2 separate regions of the Arabidopsis thaliana genome follow, and region 1 is linked to region 2. The links are chromatin contacts, called in public ChIA-PET maps. All regions are on one chromosome and are shown on one strand. The core of a region is the stretch at or near the end of the contact, and the rest is flanking DNA. Distances in the headings are between cores, read along the strand shown. Region 1 holds the start of AT5G37350 (Serine/threonine-protein kinase Rio1). Region 2 holds the start of RVE2 (Homeodomain-like superfamily protein).

Evidence for each region. ChIA-PET counts read pairs in DNA pulled down with a chosen protein or histone mark.
Region 1: an H3K4me3 ChIA-PET map of shoot shows a contact between it and region 2, with 10 read pairs. The contact joins the promoter of AT5G37350 here to the promoter of RVE2 in region 2. A contact is called at or near these places in 2 of 26 Hi-C or Micro-C datasets (rosette leaf and seedling) and 1 of 2 datasets of contacts at active chromatin or transcription factors (shoot).

What each region holds. Positions count from the first base shown.
Region 1 is chr5:14,791,051-14,794,601 of TAIR10.1, forward strand. It overlaps AT5G37350 (Serine/threonine-protein kinase Rio1), which reads left to right and starts at 1,769. Exons shown (of 12, transcript NM_180769.3): 1 at 1,769-2,289; 2 at 2,487-2,615; 3 at 2,692-2,784; 4 at 2,874-2,953; 5 at 3,034-3,147; 6 at 3,315-3,388; 7 at 3,527-3,551. The coding sequence starts at 1,987. It overlaps AT5G37340 (ZPR1 zinc-finger domain protein), which reads right to left and starts at 1,768. Exons shown (of 17, transcript NM_123093.4): 1 at 1,663-1,768; 2 at 1,201-1,350; 3 at 394-438; 4 at 163-203; 5 at 1-43. The coding sequence starts at 1,323.
Region 2 is chr5:14,750,869-14,754,827 of TAIR10.1, forward strand. RVE2 (Homeodomain-like superfamily protein) reads right to left here and starts at 2,220. Exons shown (of 5, transcript NM_123085.3): 1 at 2,093-2,220; 2 at 1,570-1,632; 3 at 1,369-1,480; 4 at 1,176-1,237; 5 at 476-1,090. The coding sequence starts at 2,104. The coding sequence ends at 476. It overlaps AT5G37250 (RING/U-box superfamily protein), which reads left to right. Exons shown (of 1, transcript NM_001344175.1): 1 at 1-137. The coding sequence ends at 103.

The DNA of each region.
Region 1 (3,551 bases), core at 519-3,018, 40 kb after region 2:
TCCTCGGGGTTGAATCTCGCCAGCAAACTGAACTTCATTATTCCTATAAAATATACCAGAGATCAAGAAAAGGCTTATCTTTTTTAATTGAGAAAATAGACAATATATAGTGTATCTCAAATCAAATACTTAAAAGCATCTCAAAATCATAAGAAGTTGTACCTTTCTCCGCAATGCGGACATTCAAATGCAGATATTAAGACCTGTAACCAGAAATATGTTAGCAGGAAGCTTCTAAGCTAACACAAGGTAGAGAAAATTCTAAATAAAACGTCGAACCAACAAAACTTAGTGGATTGTTAGTTTTCTAGAATGTCGTCTACTCACATTAGCTAGAATATTAAAAATCTGAATCTAGAAAATGAACAAAATTGGGTACTCTTTAAAACATACCTTTCTGAAGTGAGGTATTAAGGTCAATAGAAATCTAGTTGTTCCCTGGAAAAGAAATAAGAAGCTACTTTATGCACAGAAGAAGGATCAAGAGAAAGACCAAGAAAATCTCATACGTTGGACTCTTTACAACTGAAAAAGATTTCAGCCAAAAATAAACTAGTAGCTGAAAGTTCACAATATAAAGCTTCCCAATTGATTTCCACAGAACCACATATGTTAATATATTTCATTCCATCACCAAGACTTAGCCAATAAGGTCTGTTTCATCCCCGCTATAATACACTTCATTACAATCTCAAGAACCATTGGACTGTAGAACGAACTAATGTTATTAAAGCCAACATGTACAATTTGGGAACAAGCTCAAACTAAAAAGCAAAGACTAAAGCGACGCTAGCCTGTTTCCTAGACCTGTATAACCTTTCCTCCTATGACAAAGGATAAGGACTACATAACAACATCAGGAATCTCAATAAAACTTGGTAAAGTTCCTCTAAATCTCACAAATACTTAAGTTTCTCTATTTCCAACCTTCTCCCATCTCAAATTTGATGAAGATGCTCCAAACTGGCAAGATTTCAAAGGCATTGAGATGGTTTCACTTCTAGTAAATTTACAAAGCAATGAGAAAACAAATACAGTCACTGCAAGCTACGCGTTCAACCAATTTCTCCATCCACAAAAAGATAAGCTTACACAGAAAAATTCCAATTGTAAAATCAATTGGAATATACACATAGACCTTACCTACAAACCGAGACACCTAACCAAATGTAAGTGTGTGAGAGAGATAAAGAGACATACATTTTCACCGCAGCGCATACACATACTCTCAACTACATAGAGAGGAGCACCAAAGGAATGATCAGCCGAAACTGCTTCAACTACCGAGCCAACATCGATTTGTTGATCATTCCCGTTGTCCATCACCTCCAAAAATTTCTCCAAACAATCCTATGAAGTTCAAAAACCTATTATTAGAGAAAACAAGCTAAAAAGCATGAAACTTTGTGCTCATTAACAGCTAGACAAAACATAAACTTATATCCAAAATTTCCAAACACAATCCCTATACTAAGAATTTATATAAGAGCTCTTTCAAAGGTCAAATCAGAGTGGGACAGAGTGCTCAAGATAAGTTCCTAGAAATCGAGAAACAGAGTTCAATTTCGTCAATCTCGAGAGAATAATAAGAAAAAAGGAACTTACTTTGATATCAATTTCTGATGTGAGAAGCGAATATGTGTATCAAACAAGAAAACTTACCGAGTAAAAGAGACAATGCTTGAAATTTTACTAAACTCAGGCAAGAAGCAGAGGACACCGAAGAGCTCTAGAAACGGCGAGAGAGTTGAAGAAGAACCCACGTGAGCATCACGTGTTTGTCTTTTGTTTATTGTTTATCTTCGGGTCGGGTAAACCAATCCTACTCACCGCCAAGAATTGTTCTTGTCCGGTCTGGTTTAGTTAAACTGTTCAAAACCGAAACCTAAACGACGTCGTTTTGTCTGAGTAAAGAAAAGGGTTTTCGACTGGTGAATTCTTCTTCTGATTCTCGTCGCCGGTAGTTGTTTCCACGAAAAACAAGTGATGGAGGAAGTAGTGGTAGTTGCAGAGCCACCACCGAAGATTACTCCCTTTGTGGAATACGAAGAAGAGCTTGAAGATGATGACGATGATCTCTCGCTTTCGTCAGATTCCGATATCGCTGAAGCTCTTGATTGGCTAGACGGTAAAGACGATGACGAGCTAATTGGTGGTGGCTTTTCTCTTCATGCTCGTCGTCCTAATGCTCACGGTGGACATGGTTCACGCCCTAACTCTAGTGCTCTTCAGCCTATTTCAAATAAGGCCCAGAAGCTTACTAGTCACGTTCGTGCTTCTCCTTTGGAGGTACCGTTTCTTATCGAATTTTTGTTTAGAATTTGAAAAAAGCTTCTGAATTTCTTATAAAGATATGATCTTTACATTTGAAATAGCTTCTGAATTGCTCATAGTCTCTGCTCAAATGAACATTGAGTTTATAGGGTTTAGGTTCAGGTAGGTTTTGTGTAGCTGGAAATGTGATTTTGAGTTAATTGATGATGCAGGGATGGGAAGGAAGAGTTAAAGTTGGGATGTCGAATTCTGTGACAACTGCGATTCGTGGAAGTCTTAGAGATACAGAAATTGGGAGAAGTAGGAATACTGATAAAGCGGACCGGGCAACTGTTGAACAGGTAAGCTCTAACTGTCACACAAAGATTCGGGTCTGATGTAAGCATTGTGTTGATGTTGTTTTGTTCTTTGTTCCAGGCTCTTGATCCAAGGACGCGTATGGTATTGTTTAGAATGCTTAATAGGGGTGTGTTTAACGATGTTAATGGCTGTATCTCGACAGGCAAAGAAGTATGATACATTTCACAACTCTCATATTTGAGATTATCTGTTTTTATTCTTTTTTGTTGAAAGCACTCTCTTTAATTATTGTCTTTCAGGCAAATGTTTATCATGCCACAAAATCTGACGGTTCGGAACTTGCAATAAAAGTGTACAAGACATCTGTTCTGGTTTTCAAGTGAGCTATTAGTATTACATGAATAGAGGTTGTTAATGATTTTGTTTTAGTCCCTATTTTTATAACTGTGATGATTTCAGGGATCGAGATCGATATGTACAAGGAGATTACCGTTTTAGATATGGCTACTGTCGTCACAATCCTCGAAAGATGGTGAAGACATGGGCTGAAAAAGAACAGAGAAATCTCAAGAGGTAATACCTACAATTTTCATATGGAATCTTGTTAATGTATTGTAGGGTTGATTTATCTTGTTATTTTCAAAACAGAAGCCGGAGAAGTAGTCACTTTTGGTCACATATATGTAACAATGATTCTGGTAATTTCTTAGTTGGTTATATTATACATGTTTCATTGCCAGGCTTCATGCAGCAGGAATTAGGTGTCCAGCTGTTATACTTCTACGCCTTCATGTTCTAGTCATGGAGTTTATAGGTTCGCTCTTATGCATTATCTTCTGTTTTAATCACTCATTTCCACGCAACACTCTACTCTGATTCATTAGCATATTTCATTGATGAAGTAACGATTTTTCAGCTACCAAAGATAGTTTTATCTATTTATAATTTGCAGGGAGGGATGGTTGGGCTGCACCGCG
Region 2 (3,959 bases), core at 970-3,469:
CCATTTGTTCCATCAAAATTGTATCTTTGAGTGGCTTAAGCGTCAGAGGTCGTGTCCTTTGTGTCGACGAGTACCGTACGAGGAAGATCTTGAAACAGAGTGAAACCGTCACAGAGACTTGAAGCTAGTCTTAGGGTTTATGATGCATTACTTGTTTCTATGTTTCAAACATTTGCTTTTGATGTATTTTTTGTAAACCTAATCTTTTTTGTTAATCCTTTCGAATGAAATGCTTGATAGAGACTACTATTATGTACAACAATTTAGAGTTATCAAGAAGATTTGATTGATCAAATAAAAATGTTTAAGTACAAGGATCTCAATTTCTAACTGGTTATATGGAAAGACACGAAACTTTGGAGTGATCTTACGAATCTAATCCAAAAAAACTTTCCCTAATACTCTGACATTATACACATAATCTGATGTTGAGATCAAAAGAGTTTACACAACTGACTTGACACAAACGAACACTTCACCACAAAGGATATGATAATTTTACATTGTCAATGTTTTCTTCCACCTTTACTCTCTTTTTGTAAGGCATGAACCCTCTCATGTTGTTCATCTCAGTCACCGACGATTTTAACTGAGAGAAAGCTGATCTCTCACTTCTTTTGAACTCCGACACTACCACTTCTGTTTCAGCGTTTTCTGAAGTAGAAGAAGAACATTGAAGAGACTGTGTTTCTGAGTATAGCTTCTTCTTGCCATCTTCAGAATCATCACAACTCATTGAAGAGTTGTAATCACCAACTACAAAAGTTTTTCCAAAGAGCTTAAGGCTCTGTTTGGTCTCTGCTTCTAGAGACAATGATTCCTCTGTGTGAGATGATAACTCAGCTGAAGAAGAGTTAGGTGAATTTGAACCAATGGAACCTAATCCATCTGAGCCATGAGCTGATAAAACCGATGTTGGAGATCGGTTATCTTCATCCTGAATCAGCTTGGATCCGGTTAGTTCAGCGTATACCATCTCTTTTGCATCAGGAATCACAAGCTTTCTAGGGTAAGGATGCATCGGCTTTCTCTTTGGCCTTGGAGGCGGGATCTCAATGGACTCAGAGCTAACACCAAAATCGCGAGCAACCTAATAAGAAAAACTTGAATTAGACCTTGCTTAACACGAAGAGGTTGAAACTTTTTCATGTATAAGGGTCTGCAAGAAGGCAAACCTTAGTAAAGAACTTCTGCGCATGGCTTCGAATCTGAACTGCAGTTTTTGTTCCAACATGTTCTGTTCCATAGAAGAACCAACAAAAGTCAGATCTCTACTCATTACTAGGGTCCAAGTAGTTTTCTTATATCTTCATCAAACTTAGATTAGAATGTGCATTAGACTCTCTAAAGTCAGATAAGCACACACACCTTCGATTCGTCTCCAAGCTCTGCCATAGAGTTTCAATGCTTCTACAAACTTCTCATGCTCTGCTTCTGTCCATTTCTCTCTTTGTTTAGTGATGGTATAAGGCTTTCTTGTCTATAAACAAAACAAACCCTAAATTAACCTCATATTTAAGTTCAAAACCAATCAAGAGTAAACAAGAGATTAAGAAACAAAATTAGTACCTTGAGGTAAAAGGCATCTGAGGAAGATATAAGTTCATCAGAACATAAACTCTCACAACGTTCCTATAATCACAAAGTAAGAAAACACAATTAGTCTCTTAATATATTGTAAGAGTAATTAAATGTTACAAAGAGTCTAATAAAACTAATTAATACGCAACTAGAAGAGGTAGACCACCAGTAATAATTAGGGGATTAGAGACATGTTCTTACCTAATACGGATCAATACATTAAGAAAGAAGTAATCTCTCTTTAAAACAACCGACCATAATATCCCACATAATCGCCTGGTCTATTAACACAATTTTTAACCTGCCACAATCGAATAATCTTCAGTTCCAAGTTCTCTCAGACAAAGAGATTAAACTTGAAATTAGATAACAAAATAACCTATTTTCTCTCGGACATAAACCTAAGTTTAGGTTAAATCTGTCTGGATTCCACAAGACTTGAAACATAACAACAGTAACAAAACCAAGATCAAGATTGCATAAAGAATAACAAAGAAGATAGATCTCAAACCTGCATAGCCATGGTTGCAGAAGAAGAAGAAGAAGACTTGAAGATTTAAGATCTGAAATCTGAAGCTGAAGAAGAAGAATAAAGAGAGAGAGAATTGTTTTGAGATTGGTGAGAGAGTTGTTGTTTATGAAAGGAGCAGAGTCAAGGGGTTACTTTAAAAGAGCAAGAAGAAGATAAGCCACGTAAGCATAATGTTTTTCTTTTTATAAAAATTTGGGTGAAAAAGCGTAAAGAGGGGTTTCGAGAAACTAGTATCATGTGGCTCAGGTTAAAAGATGCTAATGACACGTGGAGGATTTCTTCTTCGCTTTCACTTTTGTCTTTGCGGAGAAGATATTATCTGTTCTTTGTTAAATCTTGTCGGAGATTTTTAATTGTTTAATTTATCTACTAGAAAGTTTTTTTAAAGAAGCTCATTTCATGATTATTGCCAAACTCGCGACTGGTGAGCGCGTGTCTTGTTTAACAACGTTGTTTACTTCTTACCCCATTTTGTTGTTTTTTATTAATCAAGTTGATTGCATATTTAATTTTAGGTTTAGGTACAGTATTTAATTGAAGTTGAGAAATACAGTTCCATAAAATAAGATTAAACAATTATATTATTTATTAGTAATATAATCACTATTTTTGTTTTATTAGAATTAACAATTAAATAAGATCTCACTAAATAGATCTAATCATATCATATTGACATGAGAATATATTAAATGAATATATTATTAAATTGTTTTCAACAATTTAGCGATTTGAGTTGACACACTTTATCTATTGATAATTCTAATTCATATAATGTTATAGAACATATTCTTATTCATAACAAATTTCAACAATTAATGCTATTTGTGGAACATTGAAAAATATGTGATATATTTGGAAACAAAATTTGTTTTTGTGCTAAGAATTACCCACTAAAATTTGGATTTTGGAATATTATTTTTTCTTCCTGATCATATAATTAAACAATTTCACTCATTTTATTCGTACTATGTATATTTGCATCATCAAACTGATGAATAGTAAAAACCTGAAAATATATTACATACTAAGATCTCAAAATTTGAATATAAAATACTAAAATGCATCAACTTAGAAGATGATCAATTGAAAATAAGTTTAATATCATATGACATGTTTATCAAAATAAATATATAAGTTAGTTTAGATAAAACATAATATGCAATTTGAATACTAGAGTAACAATAATATGCAATTTGAATGTTTATGACCCAACAAGTATTGAATAAAGACAATGTTGAATCACACCTAGCAAATTGTTTATAATTCAAGACCGTTTTTTCATTTATCTTTTATATTAATTTTGTTTATTCTTTTCTATAAGAATTTGGCCTACTTTGTTTCTACTATATATAACATAATCTTTAATTTCTATAATCTCAACTAGACGGTGTGTCAAAGTTCTAGTACCATTCCACTAGTTAGAGCTCATAGTACCCGAGAATGATGAGTATAGTTGGTGATGATATATGATTTTGAAAAGATTATATGAGAAACAATAGCTAGAGAAAGAGCCCTTGATACCTTTCTGAGTATGTCCATATTCAAATTATTAGAAGTAATAACATATGATTGAGTATGTTGTACAATTACATACAATATATCAAAATTTAAGTACGAAAATACCACACAATTCATCAAAATAGAATAAAATATATGCTTAAATGTAAATAAATTATATCATGCAGCAATCAAATCATTTTCATCTAAACAAATGTGCAACTGGAATTAGTTAAAAAATTAAATTTATATGGTTCCTATAAAATTATAGTAAAATATGTCGCATATCAGAACAAATGCTCTAATTATACAAAATTTATGATATTTTCGATCACTTAAATAATTCTGA